Regions from separate parts of the Pan troglodytes genome. Here region 2 is linked to region 1. Evidence: chromatin contacts called from public Hi-C data. All regions are on one chromosome and are shown on one strand. The core of a region is the stretch at or near the end of the contact, and the rest is flanking DNA. Distances in the headings are between cores, read along the strand shown.

Evidence for each region. Hi-C and Micro-C count contacts between places; a contact is called where the count stands out from the background.
Region 2: a contact with region 1 is called in a Hi-C map of induced pluripotent stem cells, with 3 times the contacts expected there. The contact joins two enhancer-like sites. A contact is called at or near these places in 3 of 7 Hi-C or Micro-C datasets (induced pluripotent stem cells and stem cell-derived neural progenitor cells).

What each region holds. Positions count from the first base shown.
Region 1 is chr17:23,717,121-23,723,776 of NHGRI_mPanTro3-v2.0_pri, forward strand. No RefSeq gene overlaps it. Among named protein-coding and RNA genes, the nearest start is that of LAMA1, 56 kb to the right of the region's middle. Within about 2 kb of position 3,496, at least 2 of the 24 cell types and tissues checked have an H3K27ac peak or open chromatin away from gene starts, as enhancers often do. A contact at or near this core is called in induced pluripotent stem cells, where this site is marked.
Region 2 is chr17:23,973,582-23,980,237 of NHGRI_mPanTro3-v2.0_pri, forward strand. No RefSeq gene overlaps it. Among named protein-coding and RNA genes, the nearest start is that of ARHGAP28, 190 kb to the right of the region's middle. Within about 2 kb of position 3,215, at least 2 of the 24 cell types and tissues checked have an H3K27ac peak or open chromatin away from gene starts, as enhancers often do. A contact at or near this core is called in induced pluripotent stem cells, where this site is marked.

The DNA of each region.
Region 1 (6,656 bases), core at 2,246-4,745:
TCGGCACTCTGTATCTAGCTCAAGGTTTGTAAACACACCAATCAGCACCCTGTGTTTAGCTCAAGGTTTGTGAGTGCGCCAATCGACACTCTGTATCTAGCTGCTCTGGTGGGGCCTTGGAGAACCTTTGTGTGGATACTCTGTATCTAACTAATCTGATGGGGAGGTGGAGAACCTTTGTATCTAGCTCAGGGATTGTAAACGCACCAATCAGCACCCTGTCAAAACAGACCACTGGGCTCCACCAATCAGCAGGATGTGGGTGGGGCCAGATAAGAGAATAAAAGCAGGCTGCCCGAGCCAACAGTGGCAACCCGCTCGGGTCCTCTTTCACTCTTTGCAATAAATCTTGCTACTGCTCACTCTTTGGGTCCACACTGCCTTTATGAGCTGTAACACTCACCACAAAGGTCTGCAGCTTCACTCCTGAAGCCAGTGAGACCACAAGCCCAGAGCCCACCGGGAAGAACGAACAACTCCAGATGTGCCGCCTTAAGAGCTGTAACACTCACTACCAAGGACTGCAGCTTCACTCCTGAGCCAGCGAGACCACAAACCCACCAGAAGGAAGAAACTCCGAACACATCCGAACATCAGAAGGAACAAACTCCAGATGCGCCACCTTAAGAGCTGTAACACTCACCGCGAGGGTCCGCAGCTTCATTCTTGAAGTCAGTGAGACCAAGAACCCACCAATTCCGGACACAATAATATTTTATTCTTACCAGTAGTCTAGCAAAATAAGCTATTCTTTTAATAAACCCTGGAGATTATATTTTGATGTTGAGTGAGTGTTTTAAGATAATTAGATTCACTTTTATCTGTTTATTCAGATTTCATTATTTAAATGTATGCATGATAGTATAAAGTCTTTCAGTTACAAAAAGAATAACAAATATATTATGTAACTTCTTCCTAATTGATAATTAATATTTTCACCTACAGTTTTTTATTCTGCCTGTAAAAATCTGCAATAAAATGAGGTTTAAATCTGAATTTGTGCTTACTTCACAGGGTTCCTGTTAGCTAGTGTGAGCAGGTAGTACCCCCATTATGTCGCTAAGGGGAGCCGTTGGTCCTTCATTACTCAGTAAACCAGTGCTGGCCTCTGCCTGGTCTGTGAAGCTACTTTCTGATTAGGAGTGGTTCATTATCATTTCATACTTGGCACAATTATGAAAGAACTCTGTAATCATTCAGAGAGACAGCAAAGCAGCTAGGAAAAAGAAGCCGATAAACTCAATCAGATACCTTGAAAACTTCTGAAGAATATTCAGCTGGCTTACAGCTCATCATCAAATCCTAACAACTTCTCTAACAGAGAAAGTAAAATTATGAAAATTCCATACAAGGAACACATTTCATTAAAGTTGAAAGGGAGAGTAGGTTAAGAGTTACATGATGAATGGCCCCAAAACTGCTTATTAAAGAATAAACGGCCATGAAAATGTTGTCAATCAACAAGGCCTACTTTTTACTTTTTTCTCTTTTTCAATCCAATTCAAAAAATCCTGGTTATACCCAGCCCTCACCAGCCCTCACCAGGAGGTTATATGAATACTGACAGATGAATTTTTGTTGGCTTGATAAACCCGTTTTGTAACTGCAGAATCTCAGCGCATTTGGATGTCTTCCCCCAATTCTAGAATCTTCTTGGAGCACATCTGCTCTCAGGGTCCCCGTGTTTGCTCCTGCACGCTCCATTTTTTATCAACCTCCTTTTTCCTCAACTCAGTTTCCAGGCCTATCTGTGGGTATCCTCAGTCTCACTTGAAGGTAAGGAGGATGATTCGTCGAAAACGTTTAACTAATGGATTTCTCACTTCTTTCCCCTGGAAGTCACGTCCCATAGCAGTCACTAGACCATTTTGGAAGTGGGGAAGGTAGATCAGAAAGAGAAATGTGGGCCGGGCGCGGTGGCTCACGCCTGTAATCCCAGCACTTTGGGATGCTGAGGCAGGCGGATCACCTGAGGTTGGGAATTCAAGACCAGCCTGACCAACATGGAGAAACCAAGTCTCTACTAAAAATACAAAATTAGCTGGGTGTGGTGGCACATGCCTGTAATCCCAGCTATTGGGGAGGCTGAGGCAGGAGAATCGCTTGAACCCAGGAGGTGGAGATTGCGGTGAGCCGAGATCACGCCATTGCACTCCAGCCTGGGCAACAAGAGCAAAACTCTGTCTCAAAAAAAAAAAAAAAGAAAGAAAGAAAGAGAAATGTGACCGGGCATGGTGGTTCACACCTGTAATCCCAGCATTTTGGAAGACCAAGGCAGGCGGATGGCTTGAGCCTAGGCATTTGAGACCAGCCTGGGCAACATGGTGAAACCCCTCTCTACCAAAAGTACAAAAAGGAACCTGGCACAAGCCTGTAGTCACAGCTACTTGGGAGGCTGAGGCGGGAGGATTGCTTGAGCCTGGGAGGTTGAGGCTGCAGTGAGCCATGATGGCACCATTGCACTCCAGCCTGGGTGACAGAATGAGATGTTAGCTCAAAGAAAAGAAAAAAGAAAAAGAGAAATGTTAAGAAAACTTCCATCTAGAAAGAGAAAGGAGGGACAATGGGAGCTACTGGCTCGTGCAGGGAACAGGCTGGAGCTCGGGGGAGACGGTAGAGAAGGGGTCTCTTAAGGGCTGAACTGTGTTCCCCAACTCATCTGCTGCAGTCCAAACCCCAGTGCTTCAGAATATGGCTGTGTTTGCAGGGGGCTCTTTCAAGAGGGGATCGAGGTAAAATGAAGTCATTAGGGTGGGCCCTGATCCAATCTGACTGATGTCGTAAGAAGAGGAAATTTGGACATAGAGACCCACACAGAGGGAAGACCATTGAGGACACAGGGAAAAGACAGCCATCCAAGCCAAGGAGAGACCTCACCAGAACCCAACCCTGCCAACACCTTGGTCTTGGACTTTAGCCTCCAGAACTGAGAGGAAATAAGTTTCTGTTGCTTCAGCCTCCTAGCCCATGATTCTTTGCTATGACACCTGCAGCAGACTGAGACAGGCCTGACTGTCCCTCCTGGCCACCGGGTTGTGGCCTGACTATGAACAGGCTGATGGGCGCTGAGGGCAGAAGCTCCCTTGTCCTGCTTCCCATTGGGATTCTGGGCAGAAAACCTCTTAGCATTCTTGATCCAACATGAGGTTCCTGTTAGTGTGCAATCCGTAGCATCACTGGGCATGGAAGGACACATCTTCAGCTGCCCAGTTCTCCCTCAGCTCCTGGGATGCCCGGCGGGTCCCTAATCCTGGCGTGGGCCACATGGAGGGTCCAGAAGGCCACTCACATGCGGGAGGATGAGCTGAGGGGGACAGTGGTTGCTATGAGGGAAAAACCTGGGCCCCATAGGCCGACACAGCAGAGCAACTGCCCCGGCTGGGGAGCGCATGGAGTCACAGTTGGCTTCCGCTCTTTGGAGAGGGAGGTGGGGCCAGGCCAGCAGGGAGACACTGGGCCAGCTGACCTAAGAGGGTGGTGGCAGCAGATGGCAGCAGTGATCAATGACCAGGGTGACAGTCACTGTGGCTTAGAGGCCAAGGACACCGAGAGCAGCACAGGCCCCAGCTGCAGAGCCCAGGCTTCCTTGCCCAGGCACTGTTGGAAGACAAGGGAGAGGGTGTGGGTGTGGGGTGCTGAAGGAGGGAGTGTTTTCCTGTCAAAGGCAAATTGCAGCAGATGCAACATTCCCTTCGGGGCACAGGAGGGAAACTATAGCTTTCCTAGGAATCGGCAACTTCCCATGCAAGGAGCCCAAGGGTGGCAAATGCAGCCCTGGATTCCAGGGCCAGCCGCCACTTCTGCTAAACTGCAAAAAAGTCCCAGGTGTCATCTGGGCACCATGCCCAAATGGTGGAATTTCACTACTGGGAGATGGCATAATCACTTGTCCCTTGTGAAATGTCCCCACAGTCCTTCTTCTTTTTTTTTTTTTCTTTTTTTTTTTTGATACAGTCTCGCTCTGTCTCCCAGGCTGGATTGCAGTGGCGTGATCTCGGCTCACTGCAACCTCCACCTCCCTGGTTCAAGCAATTCCCCTGCCTCAGCCTCCCGAGTAGCTGGGACTACAGGCGCACACCACCACACCTGGCTAATTTTTTTGTATGTTTAGTAGAGACGGGGTTTCACCATGTAGGCCGCACTGGTCTGGAACTCCTGACCTCAGGCAATCCACCCGCCTCGGCCTCCCAAAGTGCTAGGATTACAGGCGTGAGCCACAGTGCCTGACCCCCAATTTTTTTTTAATTTCCCTTTTCTCTTTTCTTTCTGTGTTATCAAATGCTAACTCCCCAAGGTGTCACCGAAACAATCTGTTGATAAACACACAAAGCCCTGTAGATTCTGACTCTAAGGAAGATGAGGCAGAGGCAGGAGGACAAAGCTGGCATTTTTATTGAGATGCTGAAGTCTGATTCCAGGTGGGTTTTCCCATTGAATGGGGCCTTGATTAGGCTTGGGTGAGGACCATGTTGTAATAGGTGAGGATTTCGGGATGACACAGCAAACCGGTGATTCTGAGGCAGGGTTAAAAGAGACTTGAGAGGGTTTGATGTTTTGTATTGAAAAGCTGATGGGTCTTTCCAGAAGACGCTGAAAAGATAAAGTTATCTACAGCTCTGTGGCAAGAGTTTTCTGGAATAGTAAACTCATGTTGACGAGGACAAACACGCCAGTGAAGTCACGTTCATGTAGACAGTGAGCTGTGTGGTGTAGACAGTCCCAGTTCTCAATCTGGTACAAGAAAGCCCTGGTCCAGAGGCGGATGAGGCAGCGTGGCCAAGCAGAGCTGGTCTGCCTGGGCTCTCCAGGGCTCTGTCGCTTATGGTGTGTGAGATTTGGGGATAGTTGCCTCACCTCAAGGCCTGGAAGATAGCAAGTTCTTGCTGTTAATCTTATCAGAATCTATTCTCAGCCCTCAAAGGACTTCAGCATTCATGGAGAAATCAGATGTGCCGCAGGCGTGGCCTGAGAGACCCAGGCTCACCTCCCGGCATATCCTTGGGCAAGCAGGTTGCCGCATGTCCAGCCTCACAGCTCCCCGCCTGCAGTCTCTTCCGTGTGCTTCACAGGGCTGTCATGGAGAGCGCATGCAAAACCACACACGCTCAATTCTGGAGCCCTCTGCTATGAACGGCATCCCTAAGGGGCCTCCCATTCACTTCCCCCATCTCTCTTACCTCCCCTTCCCCACCCCGTCTCCATTCCTCTGCCAGTTGCTCCCCTCCCACGCCTCTTGTTTCTCCCCTCCCTGCCTGTGCCTTTATTTACCCTTTCTGTGTATGTTTGGTTTCTTTTCAGGGTAAAACCGTTATTCTAGGCCTATGTTTGTCTAGTTTCAGCTGAAGACACCACATATGTTTACCACAGTTTGGCTTTGGCAACAGAGTCCTAGGGTCAGACCCAAGCTAGCTAGCTGTGCAGACGGAGGTAAGGTACCTAATGCTGCGCCATCTGTTTGCACATCTTAACGATGACACAGTGCCTGCTGTGTATAGAGGTGTATTCACGTTGGCCGGCAGAGGCAGATGAAGGAATGCTTGACTCACCTCCCAAGGTCTCCCAAGTAAACCACAGGAACTACTTTGTCGGGGGCTTTGGGGTCTGTTGGACTAGTGGGCCAGGCTGTCTGCGTCCCAGTCGTGGCTCCACCCCTCAGGGCCAGGTTAGTGAGGCGCTGAGGAGCTCCACTTGGCACAAAACTTAAGGGGCCACCAAAAAACTTTGTAATCAAGCTGGATAATATCTTCATGCAGTCTTTCTAAAGATCTTATCAGCAAACTACAGCTCACAGGCTGGCCTCCTGTTTTACAAGTCATGTTTTATTTCAGAGCTGAGATTCGGGAAGCTCATATATTCGGCAGGTACCCGGTATTAATGAGGCTGAAGTCTGCATCTAGTGGGGAGACCCATTCTGCCTCCGTGGCCCCTCTGCTCAAGAAGCATTTGCCATAGGCACTTGATCATCCTGTGCTTTGGCTCCCAAAAGCACAGCAACAAGGAGAAGGCCGGCAGTGGGGGCTGGGAGTGAGGGGAGAGGACAAGGCTGAGGAGTGTGGCTCTTCCGCCCTGGTAGCCCTGTGTCTCCAGGGTTGTTACCTATCCTGTCTCTTTCTCCTTGCTTTTTGTCCCGTATTTCCAATTCATTTAATAAGCAGTGTGTTTCAAACACTGTACTTTAACCTGTGAGCCTCTCTGTTCCTTGGTGTCTGTGACAGTTTGCCTGGCAGTGAACTTGGAGGCTCCCACTGCTTCAAGGAACTTTCCATAGGAGAGGGGTTTTGACCTCCTCCCTAGTGTTCAATTGATCCAGGACTTTTCTTATTTTGGGTGAGTCTAGATAAACAGGCCAAATATAGCACCATCGGGAAAAGACAAAGAATGCAGTGACTAGGCCAGGCGCCGTGGCTCATGCCTATAATCCCAGCACTTTGGGAGGCGGAGGCGGGCGGATCACGAGATCAAGAGATCGAGACCATCCTGGCTAACGTGGTGAAACCCCGTCTCTACTAAAAATACAAGAAATTAGCCAGGTGTGGTGGCAGGTGGCTGTAGTCTCAGCTGCTTGGGAGGCTGAGGCAGAATGGCATGAACCGGGAGGCAGAGCTTGCAGTGAGCCGAGATCACGCCACTGCACTCCAGCCTGGGTGACAGAGTGA
Region 2 (6,656 bases), core at 1,965-4,464, 260 kb after region 1:
GAGAGGAAAAAGGACAAAGTAGGTTGGGCCTGATCATGGAGAGCCCAGGGGAATTACCCCATGCCCATTTCCAGTCGGCCCCTGCTCCAAGCGACCCACTTTTCTAATGTCTATCTCCATAGATTAGTTTCTCCTGCTGTTGAATTTCATGTAAGTGGAATCATGCATTGTTAAAGAAAAATTATTCATGACACTCATTAAAGATGATAAGGCAGATTTTAACATGGGGGACCTCCATAATGGGGTTTTGCAGTAGGGAAGAAAGGTTTGGCTCCACTCTGAACACAACAAGGACAACTGGGGGTTTCTAGCCGAGGAGCAGGGTGGGGCTCAGTGGATGGAAAATTACTAAGAGGAAACATCAAAGCTAGGGAGGTTTTTGTTAGAGGAGCTCAACAGCATCTTTGCTCAAGGCAGGCCAGGATGGGAAGATATGAAGCGTGGGGGGTGTGGAATTTGATCAGATAAGAATGGTGGGGGATTTTCGATAAACTGACCCAACAAGATTGTAACTCACCTAAATGAACCAAGGACAGTCTAAAGTTTACGCTTTGAGGGCTTAGAGGGCCTCACTGGAGTTAGGTCAAAGAAAACCTTTGTCAGTATGGACTCATGTTTGACTTTTTGCATGCAACATGTTTTTGAAATTCATATTGTTGCATGTGCTCTAAATTCATTTTATTTTATTGTTGAGTATACTCCATTATATGAATTAACCAAGTGTACTTAACCCTTTTCCAAGTTTTGTCTGTTATGAATAAAACTTCAGTGGACATTCTTGCACAAGTATTTGTGTGGATGTGTTTTAATTTCTCTTGGGTAATATCTTAGGAGTTGATTTCTAGGTTATAGGGTAGGTACATGGTTATGTTTATACTATATTGCCAGTTTTCCAAAGTAGTTCTGCTACTTTATACTCCCAACCGCAATGTATGAGAATGCCAGTTGTTGTATGTCCTTGCCAACACTTGGTATTATGTCTCTTTTTAATGTTGAGTATGGTTTTTTTTTTTTTTTTTTGGAGACCGAGTCTCACTCTGTCACCCAGGCTGGAGTGCAGTAGTGCAATCTCGGCTCACTGCAACCTCTGCCTCCTAGATTGAAGTGATTCTCCTGCCTCGGCTTCCCAAGTAGCTGGGACTACAGGCACCCACCACCACGCCTGGCTAATTTTTTGTGTTTTTAGTAGAGACGAGGTTTCACCATGTTAGCCAAGATGGTCTTGATCTCCTGACCTTGTGATGCACCTGCCTCAGCCTCCCAAAGTGCTGGGATTACAGGCATGAGCCACCGTGCCCAGCCAATGTTGAGTATTCTTGTGGTTGCATAGTGCTATCACCTGGTGGTTTAATTTGCATTTCTCTGATGACTGATGATGTTGAGTATCTTTTTATGCATGTTGTCTATTTCTATACTTTTGTGAAGTGTTCAAGTCTTTTGTCCATTAAAAAATTATCTTTTTAAAATCAGTAATTTGTTAGAGTTCTTTACATATTCTGTGAATTATACACACACACACAAACACACACATTCTTCACCTAATCTATAGCTTTCCTTTAACAGTTTATTGACTGAGCAAAAATATTAAATTGTATGGATCCAATTTATCAATGATTTCCTTCTATGGCTAAGGTTTTTGTGGTCCTATTGTAGTGACACAGAACTGTGTGGTAGAGAAGCCTGTTTCCAATGTCTAAGGAAATGGAGCTCAGGACTATAGCAAAGCTCACTGCTATGCAGTGATAGAAATGTTATGCAAATGCAGAGCAACTACCGAAAATGAGCTGTATGTGTTATATAACATAAAAGGTCATAAATAAGATGTCATTGCCTGTAAGACTATGCAAGTGATTGTTAGTTGGCAAAATTCAGATAAATTTTTCAAGGGTGTCCCCTCCCATGTATCCCTTTCCAACTTCTTTCTGGTCAGAGAAGGTGTAATTTACTGCTGGGAAGAAGAGAGAAATGTGTCTAATAGAGCCTCCAGCTTCCCTGGAGCTCCTGATTCTTTTCCATCTGCTGTGTGCTTTGCTGTCAAACAACATTTTGTAGATGTCTTTGGAACTGAGATCATGCCAGCAGGGTTCCAAGCTGATCTAGTGGAAGAGATTGCAACCCAGCTCAGGGCCAGAACCTTCCAGGATGGCCAGAAGGGGACAGCAGGCATTTCCTAGTCAAGAACATAGGAGTAGATAACCTCTAAATATGCCCTTGAAGCCATCAATTAACTAGGAATGACAGCTTTCTTAGCTATGGAACAGAAAAAATACCAGTAACAGGGCAGGAAATATTACCATAGGATGACAATTGCCATTACTCTTCCAAACCTAGCATTTGGATCCGCCAAGAAAGAGAAAGGATAGAGATAGTGCATGGAGTGCATGGGCTTAGTTATCATTCAGGGCCATTCTCTGCCAAAGTCAGGAGCTATATCCAGGGAAGTAAATTAACCCTATGGGATGAAGCTGTTTGTGTGGGGTTTGTGAACAAAAGTCGTTTGAAAAGGAATTTGGAGGAAAGAGGCTTATTCCAGTGAACAGTTTGCAAACCTGGGAGATACAGCCTTAAAGGAAGGTACATTCCAGAGTACAAAGGGAGGGCTCTGGTTTTATAGTGACAGTGCCTGCCCAGGTGCCCAATCATGTTCATTTATGCAAATAAAAGATTCAAACTTGCCTAGTTGTGATTGGTCAATACAGCTGAGCTCTGGTTGATTGGTTGATACAGCTGAGATCTTCTTGGCTGGTTCAGGTGAGCGCAGCATGTGGCAAAGTACAGCAGAAGTGCGGGTGGTCTGGGGACTCAGGGTGACCTCTAGTCAACTGCAGATGGCTGCGTGGCTCTATTCAAAATGTAGGCCCAGCTGGCCATCTGGGTGCCTCTTGAAGGAGTGGCTCTTTAGGGTTCACCTTTGTTTACAGGTGTCAGAAACGAAGAGACTCAAAAAGAGACTGCCTGCCCTTACTCACCTTGACTGAGCGCTGACGAAGACCACGGGGCCCTCTGCGCTGCAAGGGCGGAGGTGGCCCAGAAGCCCGCAGTGCCCACGTGCAGGACCCAGGGTAGGGGGTGAGGCCGGACGATGGCACCCGCCCCGCTGGTTCCCAGCCACACAGGGAGGCAAAGCAAAGGCAGCCCGCGGGCGGACGGAGCTGCAGGGGCCGAGCGTCGGCAAGCCCAGGACGGCGTGGCGCAGGGTTGCGGGCGCCCGACCTCCAGAGTGGCCCGCGGATGCAAGACAAAGCTTTAAAGCCTCGGGCAGCACAGCCACCCACTAGTCCCCAGGTATGAGGACGGTCTGAAGAACCTCTCTCTCCTCTGCCGGCTGAAGAGTTCCAAGACGAGTAAGGCAACAGCAAGGACGACACAACCACACACCACCACAACCACACGCCACCACCACCACACACTACCACAACCACACCACACACCTCCACAACCACACACCACCACCCCCACACTGCCACAACCACACACAACCACACACCACCACCACACAAAACCACACACAACCACACATAACCACAACCACACACCACAACCACACAACACCACAACACACAACCACAACCTCCCTCTGAGCAGCTCAGGCTGCTTTAACCAACCAATTTGGAATCCAATCAAAATCCTCTGCTGCCGTCTAGCGACGAATACCGGGAAAGCAGAATATATATAAGAAAGCTGTTTAAGAGGCAAAAAGTGATCGTCTAAAGGTTTGAAAGTGCAAGCCAGAAGAACCTGGTCATCCTGTGTTCATGACAGTGCCTTGAACTGGGTCACCCCGCACTTGCTAAGGGGCTGGTGTGGGATGTGACAAGAAGAAAGTCGTCAAGGGGACTCCAAGATTTCTGACTTGAGAAACTGAAAAAGCCACTGTTAACTGAGATTTTTTTTTAATGTGGGTGGAACGGATTTGGGCATAAAGATTTAAAAATCCAGTTTGAAACGTGCTAAATTGGAATGTTTAAAAGAGAATACTTGCTAAACTGAGCAATAATTATGCTGTCCCCAGGTTAGCAAGTGTCCCCTTTTAGGTCAAAGGATACAAAGTAGCAAGTATGTAGGAGGAACAAATCAAAAGATCTAATGAACAACATCGGGACTGTAGTTTCTATAGTGTGTTGTGTTAAGGATTTTTGCAAAATCAGTAGATCATAGCTGCTCTTGCCACAAGGCGGAAAAACGGAAAAATGGAAAAACGGGTAACTATGTGAGATGATGGATATATTAATCTGTTGTACTCTAGTAACCATTTCACTAGATAGATAATATCATGTTGAACACCTTAAATATACACCACTAGATTTATTTTTTAAAATAAAAGTGAAACATGGCTTGAAAACCAAAAAAATTAGCTGTACTATAATTTGATATGTTAAACATTGTCATGCAGTTATTTGATGTAACTACGCCCATAATTCCCAGGATAAAAATATTGGAGTCCTATTAAGATTACTTGGACATTAAGTAATTGGATTGGTCAAGAGGTGAAAGGGATATTACTGTCCCATAGAAAAAGTCAAATGCTGGTTCTCATATGTATATCACTTTGCATATTTGTATATTACGTGGATTGAACCTACGTCACATGGTGGAAGGACTGCATAAAAGGTTAACATAATCTTTTCTCTATCTCTGTGAAAATCTGACTGCAGGCTGTCTACCTCCTTTCCCCTGGGAACCTGGTGACATGAAATGTTTGCTTGAGAGCATTGCTTTTAGGAAAAGAATGGCCGATCTTAGGATGTATCTTTTCAAACTATGGTCTTTGTAACATTTCTGTCCTGAAACAGAAAAGACTTCTCCTCAACTGGTTGGGTAGCGCAATGTATTGACATAGAGTTCTGGTTCTAGCTCTGGTAGGCACAGAAAGACCACCGAGATTAACTCCCCAGACTCATCCCTCTGTAAACTGCTGAGGACAACAACTGTGCTTGGCCCTGCCTTACTCCCGGAAGTGCACTTTGAAATCTCTGCATGACATCACAGTGTGTTCAAAAGATGAACAAGTGACTGCTATTTGGTGTTGTGACCAAGGAAACTCTCCAGACTTCTAAATTCATATTCTTCTTCAAATAGAGGTGGCTAAGAATAGCATCCCGGGATTCTTTATCATTTATGAATCCTTTTGCTTACAACCGTTGGCAAAATGGCGTGGGGTGACGTTAACTTGTCAAATTAATGTAGAGGGATGCTAACTGTTTATGCGCAGCATATTTTGTGCTTATCATCTGCATCACTAAATCATACTTCATGAATGATTTCATTACTGAGTCAAGAGTTGTAGGGTTAGAAATACTGTAACTGATCATGTAATTGACAACAGAATAACTGTGGATTACTTGTTAGAACTCGATCAGGTTGGTAACCATTTGCAAAATAGCTGTTGTTGAAACCGAACTGTTACTGTTCGAAAACAAAAAGTTGCAGCATTGAAAGATTTATGGAAGTAGAAAATAGCTTCCACAACCCTGTTAGGCAATAGATTTTTAGATTGGAGAATTGGCGGACTATTACTGATGGGTATGGTAGTACCGATTTTGGTACTTATACATGCAGATTGTTATGTGATTGGATTGGTGCCCTGGGGTGGTGGAGTCTACACTGTAGCACAGGCTTGCACATGCACAGTGATAAAAATGTTACGAGATGGCAGAGCAAAGCTCAGAATGAATTATCATTAGGTACAAGTTCATAAACACATTGTAAGAGTACACATATGGTAAAATCTTTCAAAATCATACCCCCACCAATTCTCCTCACTGCTTACCCCCGTCTGTAGGTATTGAGAGAAAGTATGATTTATGGTGGCAGAGATAAATGAAATATCCAAGGGCCCTGCATTGCCCCAACTCCTGATTCTCTTCCATCTGTTTGTATGTGTTGTTGTCAAAGAAATAATATTTTGAAGAGAACTTTGGAATTGAGAAGATGTCTTGCAACGTTGTCTGAGGAATATCACTTACTTCAAAGACATAAAGATAACCTCCTCAGTCTTCTTCTGGAAGACTATACTTTTAGCTTTCACATTAAAGCCTGTGATCTAACTTGCATATTTTGTACTTTTGTGAAATAGAAGTCCAGGTTCATCATGGTTTTTTTTTTTCCCAAAGGGATGTCCCGGTGTATTAGTCAGAGTACTCCAGAGAGAACCAATCATATATATGGGAAGGGATTTATTCAGGGGAATTGGCTCCCAAAATCAACGAGAGGTGGAAAATTCCCACCATAGGGGAATCTGCAAGCTGAAGACCAGAGAAACCCATAGCTTGGCTCATTCTGGAAGCAGCCCCAAGTCTGAGATCTAAAGTGTGAGAGCCCCTCAGGAGTCTTGTGGTGCAAGTCACAGAGTCCAAACCTGAAGAACCTGGAGTCTGATAGGGCAGAAGGAAAAAAGGCATCTGTCTCTGGAAGGGAGAGAGAGAACAGAGAGGAGACAGCAGAGAATTCCCCTTTCTTCCACCTGTTTGTCCCAGCCAAACCTCCAGCCCATTGAATTGTGCCCACCCATATTGAGGGTGGGGCTTCTCTCAGTTCACTGACTCACAGGCGAGTCTCCTCTAGAAACAGCCTAACAGAAATACCCAGAGACAGTGCATCACCAGGCATCTAGGCATTCCTCAGTCCAGTCAACTTGACACCTAAAGTTAATCATC